Linked DNA regions of Columba livia: region 1 is linked to region 2. Evidence: chromatin contacts called from public Hi-C data. All regions are on one chromosome and are shown on one strand. The core of a region is the stretch at or near the end of the contact, and the rest is flanking DNA. Distances in the headings are between cores, read along the strand shown. Region 1 holds the start of GALNT2 (polypeptide N-acetylgalactosaminyltransferase 2). Region 2 holds the start of COG2 (component of oligomeric golgi complex 2).

What was found. A called contact is a pair of places that touch in the nucleus more often than the background predicts.
Region 1: a contact with region 2 is called in a Hi-C map of liver, with 2.1 times the contacts expected there. The contact joins the promoter of GALNT2 here to the promoter of COG2 in region 2. A contact is called at or near these places in 2 of 2 Hi-C or Micro-C datasets (crop and liver).

Annotation. Positions count from the first base shown.
Region 1 is chr3:76,700,633-76,706,304 of bColLiv1.pat.W.v2, reverse strand. It overlaps GALNT2 (polypeptide N-acetylgalactosaminyltransferase 2), which reads left to right and starts at 4,123. Exons shown (of 16, transcript XM_065057735.1): 1 at 4,123-4,336. The coding sequence starts at 4,220.
Region 2 is chr3:76,466,214-76,472,285 of bColLiv1.pat.W.v2, reverse strand. COG2 (component of oligomeric golgi complex 2) reads left to right here and starts at 2,973. Exons shown (of 18, transcript XM_005508630.3): 1 at 2,973-3,158; 2 at 3,949-4,110; 3 at 4,865-4,930; 4 at 5,810-5,890. The coding sequence starts at 3,087.

The DNA.
Region 1 (5,672 bases), core at 2,874-5,373, 230 kb before region 2:
CTCAAGCTCTCAAAGCATTAACAAACTTATGTCTTCTACAGATGTATTTAAAATTTCACATTAATACGTAATTTCTATGTTACAAACCATCTTGCATTAGGCTAATGAGTAATCTCTCTCATGAGAGAGAAGGAATGATATACTTTCTGACATAACTGCATAGTTTTGAAAGAATGTAATCTGAACTGGATCAGCAACATACTAGCTTCCGTGTGTCAAAAGGGTTCAGGCATCTTGATTGGACTTTTGGCCTTTTAAAGATTTTAAAAACTATTTTATGTGGTTTAGACCTGATTTGAAAATCCTCCTTCCTGTCTTTGCAAGGATAAGGTTGCTTGCATGAGTAAGGGACTGACTCACTTATTCCTAAAGGTGAGGACTACTTTCCATTTGCACAGTTGGAAGATTCATTCACCTCTGACTAGGTCATTTAACTCCAGAAAAGGATAAAGCAACTTTTGTACTCTTTAGTTACAAGAAGATGAACACTAACACTTTGAATTAAACTGTTGTCAGAGTTGTGTCTGGTTTTATACCTGCTCTCAAACAAATTTGGTGAAATTCCCTCTGGTTTACACCCTAGCTAACTAGACCAGAATTTGGCCCATCAAATCTAGGTCTCTGCATTAGAGATCAAAGGCAAAGTTTTGATGATTCCTTCTGCAAATTTCACTCCTATTTGTACTCTTACATGCTTGATCTCTCTTTTGTTTAAAGGGCTGTGGTTGGTACAGAAGCATTTATATTCTGTGAATCATTCTAGCAATGCTGCTCTTAAAAAATGCTAATATTTTCTTTTGAAATGCACTGGAAAAAAAGCATCTAAAAATATCTTGCATTTCTCTTGAATTCTTTGCTTTAATTGAAGTGGTTTATTTTCAGTTTTGCTTCACTGACTAAACGCATTAGGACTTTTGAGGTAAAGAGGTATGTGCACGCAAATATGTTGTAATAGAACGGGCAGCTTTTCCTCGAGTTAAAGCGATGTAACATTTTCCATTCCAAACCTCTGTGTTTTCTGTGGTCTATGAAATATAAATGATTCAGGATGAAATCTGCTGGATTGGGACTTTGTCCAAATGTGAATCTTTTGGAAAGATTTGAACAAAACTGATTCAGCCAGTTCAGAATATCAGGGGAGTGAAAAGAAAAAAAAAAAAAAAAAAGTGTTTCTCAAGCTAAATAGTTTCTTACAGCATTTTTTAAGAGTTTCTGTATCTTTATCAGCAGAAGGCTGAAAAATGAACCCTGACATGGAAGCAGCCTTCCTTGAAGTAGACATGTATTTGCTTGTTTGAGAAGAAATTAGTTTTGATTTGACTGAGTTATAAACCTTTGGAAACTGTGTTTGAGCATGTGCAGTGGATTATTTCAGTAAGCTTGTGAAATGTGCAGCTACAGAAGGATTTCTGTACATGCATGGCCGGCTAATTTTGCTGGAAAGGAAAAAATCTATCTAAGCACATTGCCCAAATCAGTGAAAATACCTGGGGCTTCAGGGAGACCTTTGAAGACTGTCTCAAGATACTTTAGACTATGAAAAAGGCAAGAAAAGATTCTGTAGGCTTTGCAAGGTGTTTAAGAGTAAGTGCCCTAGAGATTTTGCAAGGTCAAATGGGATCACGGCTCCAGAACTGGGCACTTTATACATGCCAAGTATGTGATGTTTTCTGTGGGGAAGCACATCACATACAACACGCTCTCCGTTGGCAGATCTGCCCTGCGAAGGAATCCCCCAGCAGCAGGGAAGCTCCTCCTTCATCCCCCTTCTAGCTGAGGGTAGAGCTTAAGTGGCAGGAGTTTATCACAATGTTCACAATCTTGGGCTGCTGAGACTGCTCTGAATTACACGGAAAATATTGCTAATTAAACTTTAGCCTCTGAGGTGTTGTGTGTGTCTCTTTTTAGACACAGGCACAATCAGTGCTTTTGCAGGAATTGCTGTCACTTGCATCAAACACACTTTGGACAAATCAAAAACTCTCATCCAGAACATCTGTGTTTCTTCTGGCAGCCTGTGCTCTCCAGTGTATCTCACTTAATAGATGCCAGTTATTTGATTCCAAAACTTGTATTCTGCACAAACGGGGTGCCTCTCTCCAGCTCCCTCCAAAACCAAGAATCGTAATGCTGAGCTTATTGAAGGAGTCATATTATGTGAAGAGATCTCTATTTTACACTCTCTATACAAATGCTTATTTGGGGTTTCTTCCTTTGTCTTTTCACCTGTCCTGTCTCTCCATCAGGGCTCTGGCAGCTGGGAAGGTATGCAGTTGTTCACTGAAATCTTTGCATGCCAGACAACTTCTGCCCAGGCTGTGCCAACGCTGACATGAATCAACTTCTTGACGAGACTGTCAGCGGAGTCACTGTGCTGGTGAGCAGGTGAGCTTTTGATGCCACTTCTTTCAGCGGCTGGCTCTTCTCCTGCTCATGCAACAGAATTTCTGCCAGACCCCTGCCTCAGCCTGGCACAGCTTGGTGAGCAGTCTTCTACAGAGGCTCTGTAGCCACCAGTGCGGCTTGACTGGCAGAGGTCTGACATAGGTATAGACAGAAGGAGCACAAAATCATGCAGTGCAGTCAGAATGGGCAGCAGTAAACCAGCATATTAAAAAAAAAAAAAAAAAACAACAAACAAACCAATGGTGAGATGACAGAGAAAACCTTTAAAACCCAGGAATGTTCTGCTTTGAGTGGATACCGTGGCTCTGAAATAAAGGTGCTTTTTAATTGCTAGGGAATGTGTCTCAGTTTTGTGCTCTCATTTTTTGATATCTCGGAGTAGAATGAGACAGCAGCAAATGTTGGACAAGAGGAAAGTCAGTGGTGTGGAAAAAGGACAGCATGAACTGTGCACGCACAAGTCAGTGAACCACACTGAGGGCTAGCAGCAGTGTAGTGTCTGTCCTGGGGTGTTTAATGGTGGAACTGGGTAAGCAGAAAGAAAGGTAATTTTACCAGGCCATGACCTCATATCGACAGATCAGCCTCTAAGAGTAGAAGCCCACTTGGGTCAACCTGGGAAGAGTCCTCTGGAGGCCCCCTTAGGCCTGTGTGGGGGCAACCGTGCTTCCAGACTGGGTGCTGCTGTCCGAGTAATGCAGTGACCTCAGAAGGGTGAGGGAGCAGATGCGTGACCTCAGTGGGAAGGTGGGGTTGTCAAGACCTTGATGTCTCCCACAAGGCCACACAAGAATCTCTTAAATAATGTAAGGCAGAGACTTATCAAATGAGATGTGGATACCTGTCACGCAGAGAACACTGGACATCATCCAGCATGACTTTGCTTTCTCACCTTTGAGATTTAATGAAGACCAGCCTCACCACCTGCCCCAAGTGACCGCAAGGACACCACCTTCACAAAGCAGATTGTTCGTTCCCTGCTGTTCAGTGGGAACACCAGGGAGACACAGAAACGACTTCTGGTGGCCAGCTTGGAGCTTCTGTGCAGCTGGGATCCCTATATAACGAGCCAATATGGGCTGAGGCGTGCTCAACCCACCAGTGGCGCAGTATGGAGAGTGCGCTGAACGGGGTGCAGCCGCAGCCGGGATCACCCCTCACGTCAGAGGGGCCGCTCCCGGCGCTGCCCATGCCCCAGCCCGCAGAAGTGCGGTCACAGACACTTTCGGCCGGAGGCAGGCGGGGGTGGGAGGCGGCGGGCCGGGCGCCCGAGCAGCTCCGAAACCCCACGGCCCCGCGGCACCCGCCAGCCGCCGCTCCGGGCGCGGGCCGGCTGCTGACCCGCCCGCCCTTCGGCAGGCGCAGCCGGGGCGGCCCCGCGCTTGCCCGTCACGTCCCGGCCGTTGGCCACGAGGCGCGGCAACCGCCTCATCGGGCGGCGGCAGCGCGCGCCCCTCAGGCAGGCGCTGGGGAGCGCGGCGGCGGTCGGCAGGGCGGCGCGGGGCCGGGGCACCGGGCGCGGGAGGGAGGGAGGGACGGGCGGGCGAGGTCGGGCCGTCCCGCCGCCGCGGGGGGCGCGCAGCCCCCGGCCCGGGCGGGAGGGGGCGGCGGCCCGGCGTGCTGCAGCCATGGCGACGCTGGTCGCCCCGCTCCGCCCCGCTCCGCCCCCCGTGGGGCCGGGCGGCGCGGGATTGGTCGGGGGGCGGGCGTTCGCCCTCTGCCCCCTGACCCTGCGCGGCGGCGGCGGCGGCAGGAGCGGAGGCTGCTGCTGCTGGCCGTTTCCTGGTGGCCTGGCGGCGGCGCGGGAGGGAGGATGCGGCGCAGGTCTCGGCTGCTGCTCTGCTTCGCCTTCCTCTGGGTGCTGGGCATCGCCTACTACATGTACTCGGGCGGCAGCGCCGCGCTGGCCGGCGGCGGCGGCGGGAGGAAGGTAAGAACCCAGCCTGGAGACCGCGCGGGGCAGGCGGTGAAGGTGCGCCCGCTCCGTGTCCCGGCGGCGGGGCGGCTCGGGGCGGCGCTGCCCGGTCCTCAGGGCGGGGGCGGCGGGGAGGTGCTCGTTTGCAGGCGCGGTGAAGCTCCCCCGGGCTTCTTCTTTCCCCACTAGCACGTTTCCCGGAGGCAGATGGCTTCTTTGTGGACTTCAGACCGGTTTCAGCCTCGTCACGTCGCTCCCTGCCCAACTGCGGCCGGCCACGTCCCGGGCCGGGGGAAGTTGGTGTGGGAGGGGAGAGTAGGGCGGGTGGCGGGGGGGCCGGGGCTGCGCTCCGCGGCGGGGGGGCCCCGCCTGGGCTCCGCTCCCGGCACAGAGCGGCTGCCCCGTCCTTCCCCCGCCGGCACCGGAGTCGCCCGGGCTCGTGTGCCCTCCTCGGGAGTGCGCGGGGATCCGAGATGCAAGTGCTTTTTCTCTCTGGGATGCGCGGTGATTTCCTCTCGCTACGTCTGCAAGATGCCCTTTTATGATCGGTTTTGCAATATTTCGGGAAATAGCTGGATTTGTCACGTTCCACGTCTGTGGTGTGGAAGGTCTGTCTTCTCGTTTTTTTTTTTTTTTTTTTTTTAATCGGCTCCGTTAGTAAGGCTCAAGAAGTTGTCTATTGACAGTACAGGAATATTTTTTCTTTATTCTGCTGATCAACATATACAGTCCACTTTTCGGTGTGTTGTAGTAATTCATTGATCAGGAAAACAGCTGCAAGTTAAGTATGTCATAGTTCAAGATTTTTGTCAATCAAAGCAGGTTTATATGGCATGATGCTGGAAATGGCAACTTTATCTGCAAACTCTGTTTAGAAAAATTACTTATGAATAAGTGCTTTTTTTTTTTTTTTGGTGGACTTTCCCCCACCCCCAAACACTAGCAAAGCCAAGAGCTTTTAAGAACTCTTGTTTAAGCCTTATATTTTGGAATAGGAAAGGTGAAAAGGCATCTCATAATGGCATAGTTTTTCTAAAAAACCCAAACAAACCAACCCAGAAATGAGAAGAAAGCAAGTGAGCAAAGTGTTCCACAGTTAGACAGTGTTCTTTGCTAATAAATGTCAGTCTCCTGTTAAATGAAAAGAAGTGTTTATTGAGTCTAGTGCTGTGTAAGAAGAAGAATCTTCTTGTATTGCTTTGATGCAGTTTGGTTCATTAATGCGTGTATTTTCAGTAAAAATCTGCTGATGACTGGTTCCCATGGCAGGTTGTGGAAGCAAATACTTGCATGATTATTTAGAAGATTACTTATGTGAGCAAGAGACTAGAGAATGAGTTGCTTCTCGATG
Region 2 (6,072 bases), core at 1,724-4,223:
ATGATGATGCAATTATATGGAACATAATTTGTCACATCATTACGCATCACTTGAAATGTTCTTTATTTGAGAATAAGAAAGGATGCTGGAGTCTTTAAAATTCAGCACCCACAAAAAAGCTAAAAGTAGTTCTTCTGCTCCCTAGCACCTGCATCATCCCTATTCATATAATAACAATAATACTGAGACAAACTTTCAGGTGTTCTCTCTTCATTCATCTAATGGGTCTATTAACAGTATGTTATCCAAAAACTGCAGATAAAATAGTGATTAGTTTTCACAAGAAATTATTAAATGTCATGTCTTCATGCTTGGGAAAGGATGACAGGAAAAAGAGTTTAAAACTGTATTTTATAAGCCTGGAAATCTTGGAATGTCAGTGACGAGAGTCAGGAAAGCAAAGGGATGAAGGGGCTTGTAGTAAAAATGGACTAAGTAATCCTAATACAAAAATATTGGAAATAAAGAGAGCTGCATACAACTCTTTGGAATGCCTAATTCCCTCATTGCTTTGCTAGCATCTTCTGTTTCGGAGAAACTTTATTTTGTGCACCACTGCCCCAGGTGAACTTGGCTGTTCAGGGACAGCATGTGGAAATATCCCATGAGCCCCAGCTCTAGTTTTACTGCTAACTTCCTGTAATTGAGATGTCGCAGTTTCCATTTGCAAATTATTAAATCTCACAAACTTCATACTTAATTGACAATGACATCAATAAATACGAAGAGTGTAAAGGCTCATCAATGAACAAGTTCAAGTGGAAGCATGCTTTTTATTTTCTCAAGGAACTTCATAATTAGAACTTTGTAAAAAAACACATAAATGGCAACTGTAGGTCGTTTTAGAACAACATAAGTCTTAGCTAATACTTAAGACTTTAGGTATAATTACTTTATTATGGAGTTAACATCAGAAACTAGTTAGAATTTTTATTTCAAGCATCCAGCTCGTTAAAGTAAAAAGATAGCTGAGCAGTAATATGGCTTTGTTCCTGTACCAGAACATAGACATTTTAAATATCATAACATAAGAAAACCTTTTTGATCTGATACATACAGTCATATAGTGATAGCTATTGCAAAATAGTGCCAGTGTGGTTTTATGTGGTGGGTGTATCTTTTCTGCTCTCTAGCTGAGAACACGTGGCAACTATAAACCATGCCTGCTAACACTTGAGATCTCTGAGAGGGCTGGACACCATGAAATATGTCAGTCTTGAAGAGCTTTCCAAAGGGAGAGGGTGAAAGAAAGCAGAGGCAATTAGCATGCAAGGAGCCGGCCAGCAGCTGCACATGCCCACCAAGATCAGCACTGAACTGCTTGGCTCTTTGTACTTCTAATAACTCAGGCAAGTTCTAACAAACTCACATACTAGCCGTGGATCACTGGCATGAATCACTGCTGGTCATGGGCCAGCCGGGCTCTCGGTACTGCCAGAGTTAGGTGGGGACATACAGGTCAGTCCTGCCAAAACACTGCCTGCCCAGGACCTCTGGGGGTCTCCAGCCCAGCATGCTGCTGCAGCACTACCCAAACACATCCATCAAGCCCAGGGACTCTTCTCCAGCCCTGGCCACAGAGCAACCAGCAGAGCTCCAGACGATGCATCCTCACACCTGTTTGGTGAGGCGCTGGGCTCGCTCCTCACCTGAGCTCATCAGGGCAAAATTAAAGCCGTAAAATGTACATGTGAGGAATGAGACCCATTGCCGTCTTCCATCCTAAGGTGGCAAACAGAAATGCAAGTGATAGCAGGGAGGTTTTTAGAGCTGAATTTTTTTTCACTAAGGCATAAGTTGTAAGGAGCCATTGAAGGAGGAATGTTGTTTTTACAAAACTGGGGACCTGTCACCTGGCCTCAGCAGGGGGGGAAGGACTGAGAGACATCAGACTATGAATCCTTAATGTAAAGCAAAGTCTCTTCAAACTAATCCCGGAATGCAAACTGATTACTGCATTTAAAAAATTAAGCTAGGGGGAAGGCTAACCAAAGAGCCAGGAATCCATATTTTAAATAAATCAATAAGGGGAGAAGGTTGTTAGAATTAGATGAATGAGATAGGTGAACTGAGGCAGGCGTCGGGTAGTCTGTAAACCCTGAAGTACCCAGCCAGTGGGGAAGAGGGAAGGGAATTTGTGGCTGGGATTTTGGGGGGATATAAAGCAGGGGCTTTTTGCCCTACTCCATGTGTCTGCCCTTAGGTAGAACACCTGGTCTTGCAAAATCATCAATAAAATACACTTTGCTGAGAGATCCTGCCTGGGCCTATTATATTGGCAAGGTAATAGTTTCCTACATGAGTGACTGTGAGCAGTAGATTTTTGAAGGAAAGAAGACCCTCACAGAAGACCCTGGTGAAAAGCAGAAGGATGGAGGCGATAAATCACACTCTGACTTGTTTCCTGTTACTTGGGACCACATGGGCACAAACTACGATAAATTTAAATATAAGGAAAAGCTTTTTTTGCTGTCAAGAGTGGTCAGACCCTGGCACAACTTGCCCAGAGAGGCTGAGGGGCAGTACCCAAACCTCAAGGGGACATGGACCTTGGCCACCGGCTCAGGGTTGGGGGCCTGCACGATACCGTCGCCTTCCCACCCCTGCAGCCCCGGGTTTCCACAGCTTGTGCCATGGGCCCTGATGCCAGTTCCTGCAGCTTCATCTGATCAGGACAGTTTGATGCACTGAGGGCTGCCATGTGGCATCAGGCACTTCAGCAGCCCAGCCCCTGACTTCACAAAGCGACACGAACCAGAGAAATTCCTCCGAGGAGGCTGGGCAGGACAGCTTTAAAGGCCCGTGCTCGGCGCACACACATCCACCCCTCCCTTGCCGCCCCCCGTGCCATTTTGAGATTCCCGCCGTCCCCCTCGCCTATTGCCGCCTGTAAGGGGCGCTCGGAGCCCTCCAGGGGGCGCTGTCGCGGCGGTGAGCGAACTCTGCGCCTCTCTTGGCGCAGGTTCCGGGCTGCCTCTGTGGTGCCGTGCTGGCGGGGGCGGTGTTGCTGTGGCAGCGGCGGGTCCTGCCGCCGCGTCGGGCCTGGCGGGCCGGGCCGGGCCGGGCCGGGCTGGGCTGGGCTGGTCATGGAGGCGAAGAAGATGAACCTGCCGCGGGGCCCCGAGAACCTCTGCTTTGACAAGGACGAGTTCATGAAGGTGGGTGTGCGCGGTGTGCCCCGGGGCCCTCCGGGGTGTGGGGGAGAGGATTCCTCGGGCGGTGAGAGGGGCCCGAAGCCTTGGTCGGGATCTTTGCCCCCCGCCACGGCTTCTTCCCCGGGCAGAGCGCCCCTGTGTGTGTCACTGAAGGGACGACTCGGGCGTTGAGCAGAACTGGACTGCTTCCACCTCCGCGGCTGTGTCCCAGCGGGGCTGGAGCCTGAGTGCGGCCGGGCCCAGGCCTGCCCGGGGAGCGGGCCGGCGAGTTTGCAACCGGCTGACCTGAGTTCCCTGTCCCGGGCCGGATGCCGCTGTGAGCGCCGAGGGCAGGCCCCGGTCGGACTGCCTCCGAACCCTGCTGTGCGTGGCTTGGAAGCCAGGCTGCAGATAGACTGAAAACCAGCATTCGGGCCTCATTGCTTGGAGAGCTTAAAGCAGTTCTTAACACTGTATTTTGGTTTCTCTTTGGTTGTTCGTTTTGGTATCGTTTTGTTGTCGGTTGATTGGTTTGTTTGTATGCTTTTTAAAGTGTATGCAGGTAACATAACCTCTCGTATTTCGGAGAGAGTGGTTTTGGTACTCTGACCCACAACCTTGTGTGCTGTGGATTTATGTTAAAAACCAAGACTTAGGAACACTGGAAACTACTCCGTTAAGTAGCCTTTTTGCCCCCTAGCGCTTCAGTTTGGTGGGCTCCCTGGCATACGGAATACTTTGTTTTGGGGGTGGGACATATTTCTGGCTTGAACTTTTGACTTACAGCCTTCTCTCTTTCCTGTTTCATTTTCAGCCGGATTTTGATGTCGATCACTTTGTATCAGACTGCAGGAAACGTGTGCAGTTGGAAGAGCTCAGAGAGGATCTGGAGCTCTATTACAAGCTCCTTAAAACTGCCATGGTAGAACTCATAAATAAGGACTATGCAGATTTTGTTAATCTTTCAACAAATCTAGTAAGTGTTACTAAATTGTACTGTGTACTTCAGACTTAATGTGGTTCAGTGGGTATTTTATTTTTCATATGAAAGGTATATGGCTTTTCTTTTAGCATTATTATATTTAAGACATCTTAAACTGTGATCCCTTGCACTGAGAGAAGCTGAAAGACCATTCCTGTAGAACTTAGCTACTGCACAGAATTGCTGTTGGCCTGTAGAAAGTGTTTTAGATGTATGCTTTTTGTCTTGGAAAAACTAATTCATTAGAAAGTTAGACTCAAGGTCAGCTTGTTTTTCAAACTGACAGTAGTTGCAAAATGGAAGGAAATAAATAATTAAAATACAATAGCAATGATACAAATAAGGCCATTCTGAAGAATTATTTTAGGAATCTATAAACAGTCAATACTGTACTTACTGTACAGTCAATACATCTTAAAAAAACCCAACCAACCTACTTGACTGAAAATTGTAATCACTTTCATATTAAAATGTCTTGTCCTCTGTGTCTCCTACTATTTCACTCCCGTTCATCCAAGTTCCAATTATACAGGTTCTTAAAGTTTTCGCATTGCGTGACAGGCAGCCTGATGTTTTTATGCCTATATTTGAGGTACTGTATTTTTGCATTGCATTTAGAACTGGAGACTGTAAAGGGAGGTGTCTTTTCTCAGTTCTCTTTTAGTGTCTGTAAAATGATAGTCTTTGTCATTAATTCACATAGGGATTTAACAAAAAAGTCATAATATTTTTCTGATAATTTCTTTAGGTTGGCATGGACAAGGCTCTTAATCAGCTTGCAGTACCCTTGGGACAGTTAAGGGAAGAAGTTATGGTATGCTCAAAACAATCATTATACACAGCTTGGTAAACTTCAACTCACTTTCATATGATGTACAGACTGTCTTTTACTCATGTTAATCATTATTATAATAACCTTCTCTTTGAAAACTGATGACTTAGAGTGATAGTAAAAGAGGCACTGTGTTTTTTGAAGCAGTTGTAGCAGCAGTAAATTTCAGGCAAGAGATAAAGGACTCCTTAAACGTGGACTTCTGTGAAGACTAGTCTATGGAGAAATATTGAAACTGTTTTAATATATGAGTAATTAAAGATGGTAGTAAATAACTCAAATGCAACACAGTCCTGTTAAGGACTTTTTTTTTTTGCTTAGTCCTGTGGCTTAACCAGAAAAGACCACCCTCTGGTGGGTCTTGTTCTGGCTCTTCCACAGTGACTTGGTCTTTAGCAAGGGGCAATTGTTTATCATCTTGGCAGACAGTTCAAACGGATGTTTGCTGCCCAAATGTGCCTTCAAAATATCAGAGCCTTGATGTCTAAAACTCAAAGTAGGTTCAGGTAGCAGAGAAATATCGGTTATGTGAACAATGCTACTTAAGTCTGATTTATTAAGATCATATTGGTTTTATTGTCTGTTTCTGGGTGGAAGGCGGTTTGTTCTCTGTAAGGTACTAAAAGAACACTTCTGGTTGAAATTAAGCTGTGGTGGCAGTACTTAAAGAGTTGATTATACTTTCAGTTATTTAATTTTATTTCTGGCTTTTTCACTTAGAGGGCAGTTGATGTGCTGTAGCTTTTATTAGTCCTATATTTTAATTAATCTGTGTCCTGTTTTAAGTTTAGATGTTTGAGTTAAGGTTTTTTAAACCTTAAGTGGGAAGCCAGCTTTACATGCTGACTTTCTCCCTTACAGAGTCTTAAGTCATGTGTCAGTGAAGGAATTCAAGCAGTAGATGACCGGATGGCTAAACAAGAAGATATTAGAAGAAAAAAGGTACAATAGATAAATTATTACCTTGAAAAGATCTTGTTTAGAATGACTTTGTTTTTACCATTAACCCAGTGAAAAAGATATTCAAAAAGTTCTAGACTGTCTAGAGGCACACAGTGCAGGATTTTGTGCTTCTAAAAATAACTATTGACATTTTGGTTGACTGACTTCATTTTTACAGGATC